Linked DNA regions of Mus musculus: regions 1 and 2 are each linked to region 3. Evidence: chromatin contacts called from public Hi-C data. All regions are on one chromosome and are shown on one strand. Each heading gives the region's core, a stretch centred on a gene start, on an enhancer-like site or on the middle of the called end of the contact. The rest is flanking DNA. Distances are from core to core; before and after follow the strand shown. Region 1 overlaps Gm31813 (a long non-coding RNA gene). Region 2 holds the start of Tbl1xr1 (transducin (beta)-like 1X-linked receptor 1). Region 3 has its middle 86 kb from the start of Gm31466.

Evidence for each region. Hi-C and Micro-C count contacts between places; a contact is called where the count stands out from the background.
Region 1: a contact with region 3 is called in a Hi-C map of cerebellar granule neurons, with 4 times the contacts expected there. The contact joins two enhancer-like sites. A contact is called at or near these places in 1 of 15 datasets of contacts at CTCF or cohesin (pro-B cells), 19 of 484 Hi-C or Micro-C datasets (the HL-1 cell line, the HPC-7 cell line, adipose-derived mesenchymal stem cells and 13 more), 7 of 115 datasets of contacts at active chromatin or transcription factors (T-cell acute lymphoblastic leukemia, astrocytes, differentiating embryonic stem cells and 3 more) and 1 of 9 other capture datasets (embryonic stem cells).
Region 2: a contact with region 3 is called in a Hi-C map of cerebellar granule neurons, with 2.4 times the contacts expected there. The contact joins the promoter of Tbl1xr1 here to the enhancer-like site in region 3. A contact is called at or near these places in 11 of 39 promoter capture datasets (the 3T3-L1 cell line, the C10 cell line, cranial neural crest and 6 more), 9 of 484 Hi-C or Micro-C datasets (the HL-1 cell line, adipose-derived mesenchymal stem cells, cardiomyocytes and 4 more), 5 of 115 datasets of contacts at active chromatin or transcription factors (acute myeloid leukemia, astrocytes, cardiomyocytes and 2 more) and 1 of 9 other capture datasets (adipose tissue).

Annotation. Positions count from the first base shown.
Region 1 is chr3:21,934,064-21,937,234 of GRCm38.p6, forward strand. The region is part of intron 3 of Gm31813 (a long non-coding RNA gene); the gene reads right to left. Among named protein-coding and RNA genes, the nearest start is that of Gm31813, 29 kb to the right of the region's middle. Within about 2 kb of position 1,583, at least 415 of the 459 cell types and tissues checked have an H3K27ac peak or open chromatin away from gene starts, as enhancers often do. A contact at or near this core is called in cerebellar granule neurons, where this site is marked.
Region 2 is chr3:22,075,026-22,078,157 of GRCm38.p6, forward strand. It overlaps Tbl1xr1 (transducin (beta)-like 1X-linked receptor 1), which reads left to right and starts at 1,627. Exons shown (of 16, transcript NM_030732.3): 1 at 1,627-1,929.
Region 3 is chr3:20,590,291-20,593,237 of GRCm38.p6, forward strand. No RefSeq gene overlaps it. Among named protein-coding and RNA genes, the nearest start is that of Gm31466, 86 kb to the left of the region's middle. Within about 2 kb of position 1,636, at least 1 of the 459 cell types and tissues checked has an H3K27ac peak or open chromatin away from gene starts, as enhancers often do. A contact at or near this core is called in cerebellar granule neurons, where this site is marked.

The DNA of each region.
Region 1 (3,171 bases), core at 333-2,832, 1.3 Mb after region 3:
CTTTGGGGTGGGGAGAGGGCTCGGTCAGTATAGCACTTGCCTCACAAGTGTGAGGACCTGAGCTTGATTCCCTAGAACCTACACAGAAAGTCAGGCATTACCATGAAACCTGCAGGATGGCAAAATGGGAGGTAGGAGCAGGCAGGTGGGCGGACCCTCTGGCCATCTAACCTGGCCTACTTCAGGGAGCAGACCAGAAGCTAGAGGTAGGACGCAAGTGCCTTTGCTGCATTTGCTGAAGACCAGAGATGAGTCCCTAGTACCTATATCTGGGAGCTTTCAACCACTGAAAACTCCAGCTTCAGTCGATCAAACATCTTCTCCTGACCACAATAGACCCTTGCACATACATACATACATACATACATACATACATACATACATACATACATAGAAACACCCATACACAAAAACAACAAAAAACCTGAGAAACCCCCATCTCAAGCAAAAACTGGGGATCACCTGGTGAAGAAGGACACTTGAGGTTGCCCTGTGACCTTCACATGTTGGGCCTTCAGACACATACACAGGAATATTGTTTGTATGACAGCAACTTTCACAGCAAATTTTAACTTTAAAAAGAAAAAAAATCTTGCTTTCGGCTGGCTAGAGGTTTCAACTAGGCCCCAAAATGAGGGTTCATTTTCTTCCTGACCCCATAAGTTCCACTTTTCTGCACGTCTCACCATTTCAGACACTTCTAGGGAGGGCTATCAGGGGGCCATCTTGGAGATTTTTTTGCCCTGACTCCTAGCTTTGTGCATCCCAGCTGTGGCTGGATTTGAGAAATGGCAGCTTCAGATTGCTCTCTGTCAAAGCATTTAGGGGGAAGTTGCCCTAAGGTTCTGAAAGGACTGGCTGCAGGAAGAGAAACCCTTACTAGTGAGAGGCTGTCTGCTCTGCTTCCTCCAGGGGAAACTTAAGGACTTTAGATCAGGCAGCTCCCTGCCGGGAGCAAGGGGGGGCGGGGGGGGGGGGGTGAGATCAGGCGAAGGAGGGCCAGCCCTTCCCCTTGTCATTCTCCAAATTAGGGCTGGCTGCCATTATTTTTTTTCCAATTAAAAATACTGAAGAGAACTTAAAGGAGACCAGTCCTGTGTCTGTAAATAAATAGCCTGTTTGGCTATTCAGAAAAGGCACCATGTTGCGTGAGTTATTGGATGTATTGTCTTTAATATGTGAATGTGTTCTCTAAAACAAAGTGGCAGCCATCTATACAATTAATTAGTATCAAAGCTCCTTTCATGTACCCTTCACAGCAAGGGGGAGAGAAGTAAACTACTTAAACGAATAAACTTTTAAAAAGAAAGAAAGAAACCTAAATAAATAAATAAACCCCTCACTCTAGGCAAAGTAACCCCCGGAACTTATGATAAAGAGATCTTAATTAACCCCAAATCCATCTACTCTTCTCTGCTCCAGAACCGAAACAGAATGCTAAGGCAATTTACTCGGAGAGCAGTTTTGCACCATAAATCTGGGCCATGTTTTTCTGTGCGTTTGCCCTGCAGTAAGCTTAAAGAGAAACTCAACCACCAAACAGCCTTGGAGGCAAAGCAAAGCCCTAATCACCCGCAATGGTGATTGCATAACACCCGCCTCCCAACCCCCACTCCTAAGCATCAAGAGGCAGGCTTTGGCTTCTGGTTAGAGCACATGCCTTTCTTTTTTTTGCCTGTGTGAGAATCATTGAAAATGCTCTTTAAGGACCAAAAGTCAGGGCACGTGTGTTTTCAGAAGAAATGGAGGTCACTTGAGGGTGACTTCTGAGTACATCCCCCAAGCCAAAATGAATCTGTATCGATATCTAAAGTGCATCTGCTTTTAGAGCAGAAGCCACCATCTGTTCCTAATTGGTGCCCTGGAGGTACTCCCTGTGGAAAAAAAGGGCCTGGCCGCAGCAGCCGCGCCTCCCCGGGGCTGCAGACTCCGCTCGGGGCCTTGCTGGTGCAATCGAGTGCTCCTCTCTTAGATAATGCCAGGTATTCTGGAAAGTAGCCGTGTAATAATACACAAACCCCTGATGATGTCAGCGTGTTATTGACTTTCCAAGTCTGAATGACTGAGCAGAGGAGAGGGGGGGTGGGGCGCCATCCATCCGGCGGCGCAGAGACCAGCCGAGCGAAAATGGGCTCACAGTCCAGCGGGGGAGGGGAGGCGCGGCGGCTGCCTGGCCAGGCTGGATGGATCTCAGCCGCATCAGGATCGCCTTCACCGAGTCAAGAGGGGGCCTGGGCTAGGGAGAGGGGGGTTTCAATGTTATGTTTAGCCAAATATTCCTCTGGCCGATATAACTGCTACCACCACCTACCTCCAAGCGCACACCACGTGGCAGAGCAGATTACAAAGCTAGCAGCAGTCACCAAGGTAGGGGAGGTTGGAAAGGCCTTGCCCCATCCCGCCCCCTACACTCCAACACGCACAAGATACTGTCCTCAATATCTGGAAAGCTCCAGGTCCCTTTTTCCTGTAGAGTTCTCTCTTCAGAGAGCCTCTACGAAACTGCTCCTCAGCTCTGGTGACATTTTGTGGGTCATGTTTTACATGTTTCCTTACAGGTACACAGTGTGGGCTCCTGTTCCCACCTTGCAAACTGACCATCGGGTACTCGGACCATGTTCAAGGCTAGGTTAACAATATTTGCATTGAAAGACCCAGAACCTCCCCTCCCCCGACTTTTGCTACCAACTAGGGTGGGGCCTGTGCCACCCAGCTGGTGTCTCCTTGTCTCTAGAGCCCTGGCTTTTCTTTTAGCACTCTCGCACATCCAGCATACCCAGCTTGGATCCTGGCTGTCCCCTGTCCCAGACCAGAAATCGGCTTCCCCTGCCCCAGGTGTGTGCAAAGGCCACAAGAGTCTTCGCTCTGGAAGGGGAGGGCGGGGCCTGTGCAGAAAGGAAAGCAAACTCGTGCTTTGGAGACAGGGGGTCTATTCAAGGCTTCTGAGCTTGGGCTCAGGGCTCAACCTGTTTGGTGGCCACATCAGTGAAGTTGGGACAGCCACTGTCCTCTCAGCAACTGGGGAGTCATACATCTAGACTTTGCAAAGGTCTCTCTGTCTCCCTTTTTTAAAATGGGCCACTCTTTCTTGGGAACATTGCACTTGTCGGGTCAGAGCCCCTGTCCCTGTTTCTGAAAACAGTGTACAGACCCTTGGATTCCTAAATTCCA
Region 2 (3,132 bases), core at 377-2,876, 1.5 Mb after region 3:
CCTCTTTCACAAGTGACAATAGCTCCGGGGACACCCAGGCTCAAGCTTTGAACTTTTCTGGTAGAAAGGGCGTTTGCAACTCCATAGACTTTCTTTGGTGCCTTTCCACCTTCCAGCTACGCCTGTCAAAATAGGTAACCGCCTCCAGGGAGGGGCCAACAGGGGAGAGTCATTGACCTTGGCTGAACCAAATCTAATCTAGTCTCGGAGTTTGTTAGGCTGCACAGTCTATAGCTGTGAAAGTTACTTCAAATGATACTTTGTTTGAAAATTTATCTTTGAAGCACTAAAGGAAGACCACTGCTTGACAGGAATACACGTTTCCAAATGTTTTGACAACTTGAAACTAGAACCTTTCACCAAAGAAGGTTGCAAAGTATTTTTAAAGATAGTAACAAAAAAGCAGAGTTTCAAGATATATGCTAGAATTAAAAGGAAGGGTGCCTCTTACAGCCCAGGTTTCTGAAAGGCTCAGGAAGGTCACCGCAGTATTTTAAAAATCCTCGGCGCTCCGGCAGCCACATTTTGACATTATTGGGCAGCCAAACTGTACTTCAGAAACCGCCTTCACGTGCCAGACGCATGCAGAAAGTAGATAATATAAACTCCCGTGGATATCACACCGCGGTGCACACTTAGTGAACATTCATTCTGTCTATGGCTTTATTTTCGCGCAATGAGAACTGATCCATCAAACCTTCCCAAAAGACCCGCAGACAAGTCGCACATTTGGGCGCACAACTTCAATTTCAGCTTTGCGTTTTCACCAAACCCCTCTCGCCGTGCGCGCTGCGCGTCTCCCCACGCGCGGTGCTCCGGGTCCCATCCTAGAACTCGCTCACGGCAGGCGAAGCACCTTTCCAGGTACGCTCCGGAGCGGGCGTGTTTACGCGCATCCAAGTGTGCGGCACTTTGAACGCGGAGTCCATGTGGAGCCCGCGCCGAGCTCCCGCAGCTGCCGGCCGCCTCCGGGGATCGGAGCGGCCGCGGCTCGCGGGATTGCTGCGGGCGAAGGGACTCAAGCGCCACCCAGGCAGCGGGACAGCCCCGGCTGCGGGCTCTGGAACGAATGCGCGGCGAGCCCAGCCCCCAGCGCCGCGAGCGAGCGAGGGAGGCTGGGTGGAGGGAGAGCGGAGCGAGTGAGGAAGCCGAGTGTGGAACGGCTCGTCGGCCGCCACCCCCACCGCCACCGCCGCGCTGCCTCCACCGCGGCCCCGCCCCTCCGCCGCGCCCCTCCCCCACTCCGGCGCTCCTCCCTCTAAGTTCCCCCTCCCAGGTCCCCCTCCCCGTCGAGGTTCCCCTCCCCCTCCCAGGCTCAGGCTCCCTTCCCCCTCGCCTCTCCTTCTCGGGGCTCCCTTCCCCCTCCACAACCCGTTTCCCCACTCCTCCTCCAGGCTCCCCTCCCCCGCCCAGCTCTCCTTCTCTTCCACCACCCGGCTCCGCTCCCCTCCCCCTCCCGGGTCCTCCTCACTTCCTCCCCTCCCCCTCCGGGCGCGCCCCACCCCTCCGCTCCCCTCGTCTCCCCTCCCCCTCCTCGGGTCCTCCTCCCCTCCCCCTCCACCCCCTCCCCCTCTACCCCTCCCCCTCCTCGCTCCCTGTTCCCTCCTCCCTCCCCGCGCGCCGGGCGCAGGCCGCTCGGGTTTGTTTTGCTGCGCGGCCGTCGCCGCCGCGGGCCCGGAGCTCATTTGTGCCTGGCTGGTCCCCGCGCTCCCCGGTGCCGAGCCGGAGCCGTTGGCCGCTCGCGCGCTTGGCTCTCTCCCTTAGTAACAGCTCCCCTCCTGCCTCGGTGCTGCGCCCTGCCCCCGCGCCCCTCCCCCGCCGGACCCGCTGCCCGGCTGTCAGCGCCCGCACCCCAGGGCGCCTCGGGGTGCCGACGGCGGCCAGGAGGGGAGCGCCGCGCGTCCTGGAGGGGACAGCGTCGCCAAGCAGGTGAGCGCGGGCCCGGGGCTGCGGGCGCCGCGAACTTGGCCTGGGCGCGGGGGAGGGGCGGCTGCGCTCACGTGCTGCCCCCCCGGGTCGGGGTGGCTGCGGGAGGCACTGGGCCCAGGCGAGCGGGCTTGGGGGCGCAGGCTGGATGCGGGGCCGCAGCCGCCCTGTGCTCACATAGCGGGGGAGCGGCCAGGGCTCAGGATGGGTGCTGGTCCGCGCTCGGGCGCGCGGGCTGCAGTCGCCCGGTCGCGCACCCCTCGGGCTGTGGCGCGCGGAGACCCCGGGCGGCGGCGGGGACCGCGGGCGGCTGTTGGGGCGCGGGCGGGGGAGGGGCGCGGCCGGGCCTCGCTCACTCAGGACGCGAGTGTGGGCACCTTGTGCCTGTGGCCTCCCCACGAGGAGGCCCTGGCCACAGCCTCGGTAAAGTTGGGTCAGAAGTGTATACAGTTGGCAAACTTATTGCCAGCTTCCTGGTAAGTTTCGGGGTGGCACACAAGTCACATTATCTTCTGACAGTATAGAGCCACGTTGTGAGTGTTTGCTGGGTGACTTCCTCTTTGCAACCGATGTCTTTTTTTTTTTTTTTTTTTTTTTTTTGGAACAGGGGCTGACTTTCATTTAAGTGTAATTCCACGTTGAAAGGCAGCTCGAGGCGAATCATGCATGTGTTAGAGTGTTCGGTAATTTTGGAAGTTCTCAATTTGGATTAAATTTAGGTTGTGAAAATGGTCTGTTCTGTGTAACATTTGGGTTGGGTGGCTTTTAAGAAACGCTCTCTTTGTTAGGTTACCCAACACTGAAAATAATTTGGTGATCACACAGAAGAGTTGGAACATAGCTAAACATTACATTTCTTTAACAGTCTGGAGTTTTCTTAAAACCTTGGTTGGACTTTATCGGCCCCAGGGTGAAGGGTTATATGCCATTTACAGTTAATTAGGGAAGTTTACTGTTGGCTTTCTTGTTTTTCCATATAAGAACCTTATGCTGGTCTAAACATGTTAATAAAGTACGGTGGATGAAATGATGTGTTATTTCTAGTTTGAATCTTGAGATTGAAAGCCCCCCATCAGTGTAAAACAATACAAGGCCATGTCTTACTGATTTAACTTAGCTAAAGTGCTTTGCAGTATCTTGGTGGCCCATTGAAGGTAGTAAATGAGTTTTGGGTTTCCCTGTGTGATTCACGTTCAGTTTTGTTAA
Region 3 (2,947 bases), core at 386-2,885:
GTCAATGTTTCCACAAGAATGCATGAAAATAGTCTCACTATCTTTGGAGCTGAGAATTAATTGTTATAAAAAGTTAGATGAAATAAAATGTTCGCCTTGCTCTTCAAACTAAGATAAGCTAATAACTTTGGGTACAATTTCACTGTGTGCATTCACCAACTGTCCAATTACATACTGTCTCGGCCTGGGCATTCAAAACAATATAAAATTGAATGAAGTCAATGATAGAAGTCATAGGAGGATGTCTTCAGAGGTCCTTGTACTGCAGAAACAGAGCAATTCAATATGTGTCTCTCAGACTTTTAAATGAAATGACATAGCAATATTTTTTCCCTACAGTCCCCTCTGTTCCTTTTCTGTTTGCTTTATGAAAAGTAGTTAAGAACTGTCTATTTATGAAAACCACATTTTAGTCTTCTTTCTTCACGGAGTTTTGCTTAATTGGAACAAAGGAGATTCTACCTGTATCCTAAACTTGTCAGAAATATTTCTTTGATGTCAGATATTCTTTTTCTACCATTAGTTTGTGCAAACATCTGAGATGATGTACCCCATGTGGCAATACAAACAACTGGGTGAGCCAAAGACAGGCCAGAAAACAAACAGATGGGTGGCAGGAAAATAACACAGTCAGATACTGAGCTCTGAATAAGGGATATGCTGAGCATGTTTAACATAGGAATGATACTAGAACAACAGGTTCCTTATTGTCTTGCCCTTGTATTTTGTATATACTCTGTGTGTATATGTGTGTATGTATGTGTGTGTACCTTAATTGTATATGAAGTCTATTAACCTTGCTATTTTTTATGTGTTTGTGAGTCTGCGTCTGTGGGAGTACGTGGACTTGTCCACCAGGTGCCCATGATCCTAGACAGACCAAGTGCCCAGGAGATAATAGCATCAGATTTCTCTGAAGCTGGCATTATAGGCACGTGTGAGCCTCCTAACATGGGTGCTGGAAAATTAATGGAGGTCATCTATAATAATCGTGAGTTTTCAGTCATCTTCCCAAACCTTGCATTTGAGACAAGTTCTTTTATTAAGACCTGGAGCTCATGGATTCAACTAGCCTGGCCAGTCAACAAATCCCCAACAGTCTCACTGCTTCCATTTTCTCTCCAGGACTGGAATTTCAAGTTTGTGCCATCATGTGTGACTTTAATATATATATATATATATATATATATATATATTAATATATATACTGTATATACTGTATATATATACTGTAGCTGTCTTTATGTTTGACTTTTACAAATGTGGTGAGGATCAAACTCAAGTCTTCATGCTAATGGATTAATCACTTACTTACATACTATGACATCTCTACAGTACCCTCACATCTACATGTAGTAGTTGTTCTTGTGAACAGTGAACTAAAAACATGCTCATTCTACTATGTGACTGGTAGCTTGCAAACAAATACCACTTAGCTGAGAGCTTGAAGTCTGCTTTGTGTTCTAGGCCATCAAACTTTTACCTTGAAGCAAAGACATTGATTAGGGTGGGCATGTTTTTATAATTAAGACGAAAAGCAGAAGAAAAAATGTATTCCAATAAGTTAGTTATTTGTGGTTATTTTTAGGCCTGGAAGCAGATGGCTTTAGAGACTTCTGGGTGCCAGTTCAGAAATGTCAAACAAGGTCATTACCAGCATATGCTGTCCTTTACTGTGGCTAGTAGAGCTCCAACAAATATGCTAATTTATCCCAGGAAGACATGTAAAGACTGCATCCTTTGCTTATTTCTTAAAAACTAATGTAATTATGGCTTAAACTGGCACAGACAATGAGCTGGTTTAGTTCCTTCTGTGGGAATAGCTGGGGAATCTTCACAGCCTCCATTGATTCCCTTGACTCCATGTTTTAGAATCTTCTTGAATAACAGTCTTATAGTATAAACAGTTATTTTAGATGATACTTATTCAGTTTTTATTTTAAAAACATAATAGCTTCATTGTCTAAAAAGTTTTAAAAATGAGATGCTTTATTCTAAAAGCAATGCAGATAATTGTAAATTCAAAACCAGATGGTAGTCTTGAAAATGTACATTTCATTAATAGTAAAGACAACTCTCAGAGGAAATGGGTACAAGCAGGACTAATCATTTCCAGGTTCTCCCTTCAACTTCCTACTGGAAGAGAAACCACTTACCAAGGTCATACTCAGAACCCATTTGCCTCTTTCCTGTGTCATGGATAAGGATACCCAAAAAGGAAGAGATTGAGGTCCTAAACAGAGAAGGTGACTGTAGAGAATTGACCTAAGGTTTGGATACTTTTCTAAAGAAGGCAGAGCTGGAAAATAGCCCTGGAGAGCAGGAATTCTAGGGATGACTGGCAATCTTGGAGATGTGATGAAAACAGAAGTATCCACAAAAGGTTAATAATAAATCTCCAGGAGAACTTTTTTTTTTTTTTCCCTTCAGCCTATTTTCCATTGAGTAGCCCGGAGAGAAGGGAACTGGTTGCGGGGAGGTCTATAGCAGTGTTACCTTAAAAGAACCATTTTCTAGTATGAAAGTGGAATGACAAGGGTAAGCAGTGGAGCTCTTCACATGATGACATACTGAGGTTGCTGTATTCCTTGACCTCTAAACTGATGTTGTTCAAGGAATGTGGGAAGGGCCTGCTAGCTGTCTCCTCTTCTTCACAGAAAAGACACAAACTAATACAGGCTGACAGTTTTCAAAGATGACTGAAATACTTATGGCTATGTTAACCATGGGAATTTGACTTAACCTTTTTTAGATCTCAGTTTTCTCCTCTTTAAAATGGATAAAACATACCACAATCAGATCAAATAATTCAGTCATACAGTGGCTGTGGATTTTTTTTAAATGGCTACATGTACACAGGGTGTGTGAACTGTGATGGATTTCACACAATTTTAGAGTGTTGAGTTCATATAAATACTGTGTTTGTACTTTATATTGGTCATGCTGT